2 separate regions of the Zea mays genome follow, and region 2 is linked to region 1. The links are chromatin contacts, called in public Hi-C maps. All regions are on one chromosome and are shown on one strand. Each heading gives the region's core, a stretch centred on a gene start, on an enhancer-like site or on the middle of the called end of the contact. The rest is flanking DNA. Distances are from core to core; before and after follow the strand shown.

Region 1 (3,251 bases), core at 235-2,734:
TGAGAGTCCTGAGCTGCTCATGACCGCGAGCATGGCTGATATACCAGTTTTACACTCTGCAGAGGTTGCGCCCTTTACCCACAAGTCATGTATCCCGTCTAGCCAGGTTTAGCTCGACCCTTAGACACTTCCGAGGTGAATGGCTAGGGATCCACTACGAGGCATTTACAAAGTTCCACCGCTACGGTTTCTGAGAAGGGCAATATAGGAATCCTTCGTCCAAAAAGCCATCGCAGCATGATCGACTCGAGAACCTCCCTATACGCAGCTCCTCTACCGCCCTTGCCCCTTTTGGGTAAGGTAGTCCTCCACTAGCTTTCCTAATTAGTCAGCCAAGGGCGTCCCATTCCACCCTTGTGGTAGCACGAATATCTGAAGTTAAGCAACATGTTCCAATTAACACAATGATCTTGTCATGAACAATAATTAGAACAACAGTATAACTAGAACATGATCATAATATAATATTTATCCCAAAATCAGGTAAAGCAATAGCAAAACTGCCCAAAAGTTCAGTGGTAAACAAGATGTGGGATAAATAAGTCTAGGGAAACCTATTAGGTTACATCAGATTAACCTGAGCATGTCATAGTGATTAACAGGAACATTATTGGGTAAAAAAGTGATCAAGGGCATAACTTGCCTTAGACTCGAGATTCCTAGGTACCAACTAGTTCTTCAAGTGACTCGTAAACTCGCCTCTACTCGTAGCAATACAAATAAACAAGGTATATGCAAAATTAACATCACACCAAACATAAGAACATAGTGCATAATAATGATCTACGCGTCGTAACTCGATCCTAGGTTCGAGAACCACTAAATTCGGAGTTATGGTTAACGAGTTGTGGTTTTCTGTAGATTTAAGGTTGGATACAAAAGAAATTTAGTGCATAATTTTAACCTATGTTTCATAACAAAATAAGGTTACCAGATGATAAACAATTATAATATGAATTTATTGCAACTGGAATGGATCAAAAAAGAGTTAAATTCATAGAGTTATGAATTTCCTAAGATTGGGACTTTATTTTTTGCACTAAAAATGATTTCTGTATTTATTTTAATCAATTACTCAGCTATCTGGACTGGGGCCATTAATACCACAGAGCTCTGGGTCAAAACTGCAAATTCTAGGGCTCTATTGTAATTACTTTTGTATTGCCGTGGAGCGCGGGTTGATTCTTAAAACATTTAAGGATTCTTTTGCAAATTTACATGGCCGAAGAGGTACGCTTCGACTAGGACTGTTGGATCACAAGCCCACCGTCAGGATTAGATCGGACCCCAGACGAACCAGAACGTGCTCCCAATTGTCAGATCCGATCCCAATGGTGTGGATTAGATCTGGCTTTAACCCAAGCGGTACACGCTTGAGGTTGTTGATTCGAAGATCGACGGTCAGGATGTTATAGAAGCCTTAATTACCCACGCCCCACCGATCAAGATCGAAAGGTGGAAGGACGCGGAGTTCAGAGCGCATACCTAGTCAAATCTACATTGTTCCTGACGATCGGACGGTCACCATTCCCCCATGTCCGAACGATACGCGAGATCTTATCGTGTCCATCCATTTTCGATCTGATGGCCCCCACGCGTCTTCTCCCACACGAACTTTACCGACGGTGGAGGCGCCCTGCCCACGGTGGAGGGCCCGCCAGAGAAAGCCGAATCCGTGCACCCAGGATCAAACCCCCGATCCGATTGATTCTAAACGGTGCTACGAAAATAGCGAAGATGTCTGGGGACCTTACCTAAGGACTGGAGCATCAGAGGATCATGGCCTCGAGGACCTGCGACATGGTGGTGGCCATACATTCCGTTGAGCAATTCCATGCACCACCGGTTTCAAGTTCACCTGATGAGGTCATGGGCGTCCCCCATGAGACACGAGGAAGACCCCCTGCCAACCGCCGAGGGCACAATGCCGGTGAACCAGATCTTCACCCACCCTGCATGGTGGCCCTCCATCTCCTTCCCAGCTACTCGCCGCAACGACGTGCTCTAAGGCGGGGCTCGACAGGAGTTCGCCAAGGGGGGTGCGGTACCCAGGTATTTATCACCGGGGTAGGACAGTCCGAGCCTAAGGGTGCTTGATAGGCGGGATTTTTGGGCTGTTACCACAACAAAACAACCCCGATGTTTACTCCATGTGCGAGATTGAGAGGGGAAAGAATGTCTAGCGCCCCCATCTCGCGGTCAGCCATCCGGGCAACAGAGAGCGCACATGGCCGAGGGGAAAGGTGGACGAAGTAGTGAAAATCACCGAGCAGATCTCGGGTGAGCCTCCAGCTTGAAGACGACCCTGACAAGCTGGGCCGACATGCCAGGCTCCCAGGTGAGAGGCACCAATGGCAGAGTTGGGCCGAAATGTGGAAGAGTGGCCCATCTGGCTTCCTCTTTTTTTCTTTGTTTATTTTTTTTATTTCATGTTTCCTATTTTCAACCTTTCAAATTCATATCAAAGTTAAAGTTTGATTTTGAATATCACATTTCAAATGCAGAAAACAAAATCCCAACATGATGCAATATATACTTATTATTATTATATTTTTATATTAACTATCATATTTCAAATGATGCAAATGTGTTGCACACACATAAATAACTTTAATTTTCAAGAGATACATTGTTTGTCCAATTAAAATCTTATTCAAAACTTAATGTTTTATGACCATTTATTTTGTATGATCTTTATGGAGAGATAATTTAATTTAAATCTTATGGAGAATACTTCTGAACATATAATTCAATGACACTATTAATTTTATATGAGGATCCTTTATTTAAATTTTTTGTTCTAAACCATAATTATTTAAACCTTAGGATAAACTTAAATTACCCAAAATATGATTTGAGGTGTTACATCAAGACAACCAAACTTCCTTTTGTGCTTGAAAGGAGACAATATCCTATAAACATTTGTTATGCTATGACAATCAATAAAAGCCAGGGCCAAACACTATCACTGGTAGGTATTTATCTCAAAAAAACTGTATTCACCCATGGACAACTTTATGTTGTTGTATCTCGAGTGACTTCAAGGAAGGGTTTGAAAATATTGATCGAAGACGACGATGGCAGATCAAGCAATGAGACAAAGAATATAGTTTATAAAGAAATATTTAGTCACATTACCACAAATGTTGCTGTTACATCCTTATAATTCTCAATATTACTACTTAGCTACACATTATGTCTTATTATATATCTTAGCATTACACACTACGGTAAGTTTTTACATGTCATAC
Region 2 (3,520 bases), core at 177-2,676, 390 kb after region 1:
TGAGACCACACAAATATTGCAAAACATGTACTTAATGCTAAGGGCTAATGCTACATTCAGATACAGTGAAAAGGCCCTGATATCACCTTTTGTACTTTCACCAAGCGCCGTAACTTTCCACAGACAGTAAACGAAGTCCATCCTGATATCAGAAGAAAGATGAGTTCAGATGAATAGTTTAGGATGGAAGGCAGTAGACCAAATTTAATAAAACACAGTTCGAACCTAATCCTGTCCGCACATTAACTAATTATTTATCTGCCCTGATAGGAAAAACAGTAAAGAACCCTGTCTTCAGGCAAAGCTGCAGTAGTGCCACACTACCTGGCTGACATCTAACTGTTGTGATAATCGCTCACATTTCATAAAATGAGCTTTCCAGTGGTACATCAGATAAAAGTAGCTAAGAAATATTAGTGTTGTCTTAAGCTCACAGACGGCAATGTAGAACTTGCAATGTGCCAGAGGGTAGGGGGAAGGCATCACCTTTGGGCTTGTCGATGAGCACGACGGTCCCAGCAGGGCCGTCCCACCTCGGCGGCAGCTCCGTGGTCCTAGTGACGAGGTACGGCTGCGGCCGCTCCTCCTCCCTCCGCACTTCGCGCTTCACCTGCTGCTGCGGCTCCGTTCCCGGTCTCTTGGCTTTGGTGTCGACTTGGCCGGGACCCTTCTTGAGAGACCTGAAGAAATCCTCCACCTTCCTCTCCAGCACCTCCCCTTTGTTGGCGCCCTTGTCACTGACCGCCCGCTCCTCTCCCTCGTTTTCCTTCTTCTCGTCGTCAAAGAATACGAGCCCCCTGTCGGCGTCGGAGGCCGGGGCGGCGTCGGCGGAGACGAACGCGTTGTCGAGCGACTGGTGGGGGAAGTACTTCTTCTCGAGGCGGTAGAGCATGCGGTAGTGCTTGTCCTTCTCCCACGGCATTGCGAAGGTGTCGTGGAAGTAGAGCGCCTCCTCGCGCGCGTGCAGGCGCGGGAAGTCCACCACCTCCGGCCTGAGCTCGACGAACTCCGACGACAAGGAGGAGGGCTTAGTGGTGGTGGTGGCGTCAGGGTCGGGGAGTAGGCGGCTGCGGCGCTTGCGGAGGTACCGGCGCTTTGCGCGGTCGAGCGTCTGCTCTTCGGGGGCTGGCTGCGGCTGCCGGTCGGCCCCGGCGGCGGAGGATTTGGGGGGATTGGGGTCCGCGGGGCGATGCACGATGAGGTCGTAGTAGAGAGGGTAGCGAGTCGCGGTGAGTGAAAGGAAGCGGCGCGGGAGGCGGAACAGCGGCGATGGGGAGGGGGAGGAGGGCAGCAGCGCCGCCCTTGCCCTCGCCGCCGCCGCCGCCATGGCTCCCGCTCGAGGAGGCATTCGTGTCTCTGCGTCTGCACGGGCGGGCCGCTCGCTATCGATAGGGGAAGCGAGAGCCGAGTCGCGCGGCAGTCCTGACGTTGGATCTGCAGCCGACGGTATAGATGTAGGACATAGGCACATAGCATCATCGATGTCCATACGGCTTGACGGGGTTTAACGGAATGATGCATGCGTACAGTATTACACGGTTTACTATGTTGTCTAGTTACAAATAGCATCGTTGGGGATGTAGCTCAAATGGTAGAGCGCTCGCTTTGCATGCGAGAGGCACGGGGTTCGATCCCCCGCATCTCCAATCTTTTTTTGTTTTCTTCTATTTTTTTAGTTTGGTGGATGAACTGCTTCCACGAGGTTCGATCCCCCCGCATCTCCAATTTTTCTTTTTGTTTTCCTTCTATTTTGTTAATTTGGTGGATGAACTGCTTCCATTTTCTTAATTTGGTTGATGAACTGAGTTTGATTGGGTCTGAAGCAGTGAGAGACTGAGAGTTCAAGAGAAATGTAGGAACCCTGCTACTATTAGGGAACACATTGGGTTCTTTTCCAATGAGGTTCACTGCAATTAGAGGTTCGAGGTTAAAAGGAATTGCATAATCTAGCTTGATTTATTAATTTTTCTTATTTCACTAGCCATTGTTCTTCTTTGCTACTGTTGTTGTATGTGTGGTTTGCTGGTTATTCCCAAATTTCTAGAGCAGGCGGGCATAGGTAGGTTCTGAGTGTTTGCTCTATACTTTTTTTTGCGCGGTGAGAACCAATCCGGACGCGTGGGGCAGGTTCAGAGTATCAGCGCGAAGGGTGAAGTCGTGGTAGCACATGTGCCCACATTAGGTTCTTAATAGAGTAAGTATAGATTGATTAGTTTTATTTTCTAGCTAATTGGATAATTTCTTTTTAGCCACTTTAATTGTGTATATAAACAAAACAACATAATATATTTGCTATAGCAGTGTAGTTTGGCAGTACAAAAAAGGATAAGTGTATCTTTCTAGTGTTCATTCTTGGTTTTGTGAGTGTTTAATGATCTAGGTAGAGGTGTCAATGGGTAATTTTTCATCGGGTTTAAACACCTTATACCCATCCTCATGAAGTTGTACTCATCCACATCTCTATACGCGTACCTATCATGGGTATAAGATTCATCACATACTCATGCCCATTTAGGTATTGGGTCTTTATCCCGACAAAAAAAGCATTATCACATTATATTTTATATGTCATTAACAACCACACAATACCCAAAAACAATACTGTTGGAACTTGCTCTCCGGCGCAAGTTGATCCAACGGGGGAGTGTAGTAACGCAAACAGGGTTTTTGCACGAGATGGCAATAGCTCTGTTAATCTAGCCTCTCAAGGGCACTGTGCGGGGGTATTTATAGGTATCTGTGTGCCCAGCATCCTGTGTTAAGGACGCATGTACCCTCAGACACCTAGGTTATCCCCGGAATATTCCCATAAAGCGGGGTTACAGACCGTAATTACAGGGATGCCTTTACAAATTAGGCCTGTAATGCGCAGCGGCCACGCAGGGTCTGTTACAATGGGTCGGATCACACGTGGGCCTCCATGCTGGACGAGGTCGCAAGATGAGACGACCTCGTCACAGGCCTTCGTCCGGTGACGTATGGGACGAAGGGTTAGTCTGCCTGTTGTCTTGTCTCCATTGGTGCAGCGAGGACGGCGAAGGCATCGAGCGAAGGGTGGCGTCTTCGCCTTCGCCCCAACATTTGCCCTCCGAGGGACCAGTTTGACTAAGTCATCTGGTGCCGAAGACGTCGCTAGATGGCGGAGATGCTGCCCTCGCTCGAAGTGGTTCCGCGGGGGTTTTTGACATGACCGTTGATTGACGCCGTACTGTGGGATTGCGGGTTTCCCGAAGCGCCGCGCCCTGTGTATAAAAGGGGCCGGGGGGCGGCGCGTTTTGAACTTTATCTTTCCGCGCTCCGCAAAAACCCTAACTGCCTTCTGAAACCGCTTGCTGCTCGTCTGCCCTCCTTGCTCTTGCTCGTCGGAGATCTGGCCCGTGTGAAGCAGACCGCCCGCCGCCGCCGACGGTACGTAGCGATGTCGTCCTCTTCTTCTTCTGCTGCCGCTACGCCGCTGGCCGACGCGTCGTCTGAGGAGACACTAAGCACCGTGGCGGCGGAGGAGTTGCGCGCCGGCGAC

The links. A called contact is a pair of places that touch in the nucleus more often than the background predicts.
Region 2: a contact with region 1 is called in a Hi-C map of tassel, with 2.4 times the contacts expected there. The contact joins the promoter of LOC100284263 here to the enhancer-like site in region 1. A contact is called at or near these places in 2 of 25 Hi-C or Micro-C datasets (bundle sheath and tassel).

The regions. Positions count from the first base shown.
Region 1 is chr6:47,545,402-47,548,652 of Zm-B73-REFERENCE-NAM-5.0, forward strand. No RefSeq gene overlaps it. Among protein-coding and RNA genes, the nearest start is that of LOC118472178, 5.1 kb to the left of the region's middle. Within about 2 kb of position 1,485, at least 18 of the 20 cell types and tissues checked have an H3K27ac peak or open chromatin away from gene starts, as enhancers often do. A contact at or near this core is called in bundle sheath and tassel, where this site is marked.
Region 2 is chr6:47,934,051-47,937,570 of Zm-B73-REFERENCE-NAM-5.0, forward strand. LOC100284263 (pseudouridylate synthase/ transporter) reads right to left here and starts at 1,427. Exons shown (of 9, transcript NM_001157158.2): 1 at 487-1,427; 2 at 87-142. The coding sequence starts at 1,348. TRNAA-UGC (transfer RNA alanine (anticodon UGC)) reads left to right here and starts at 1,574; the gene lies at 1,574-1,646.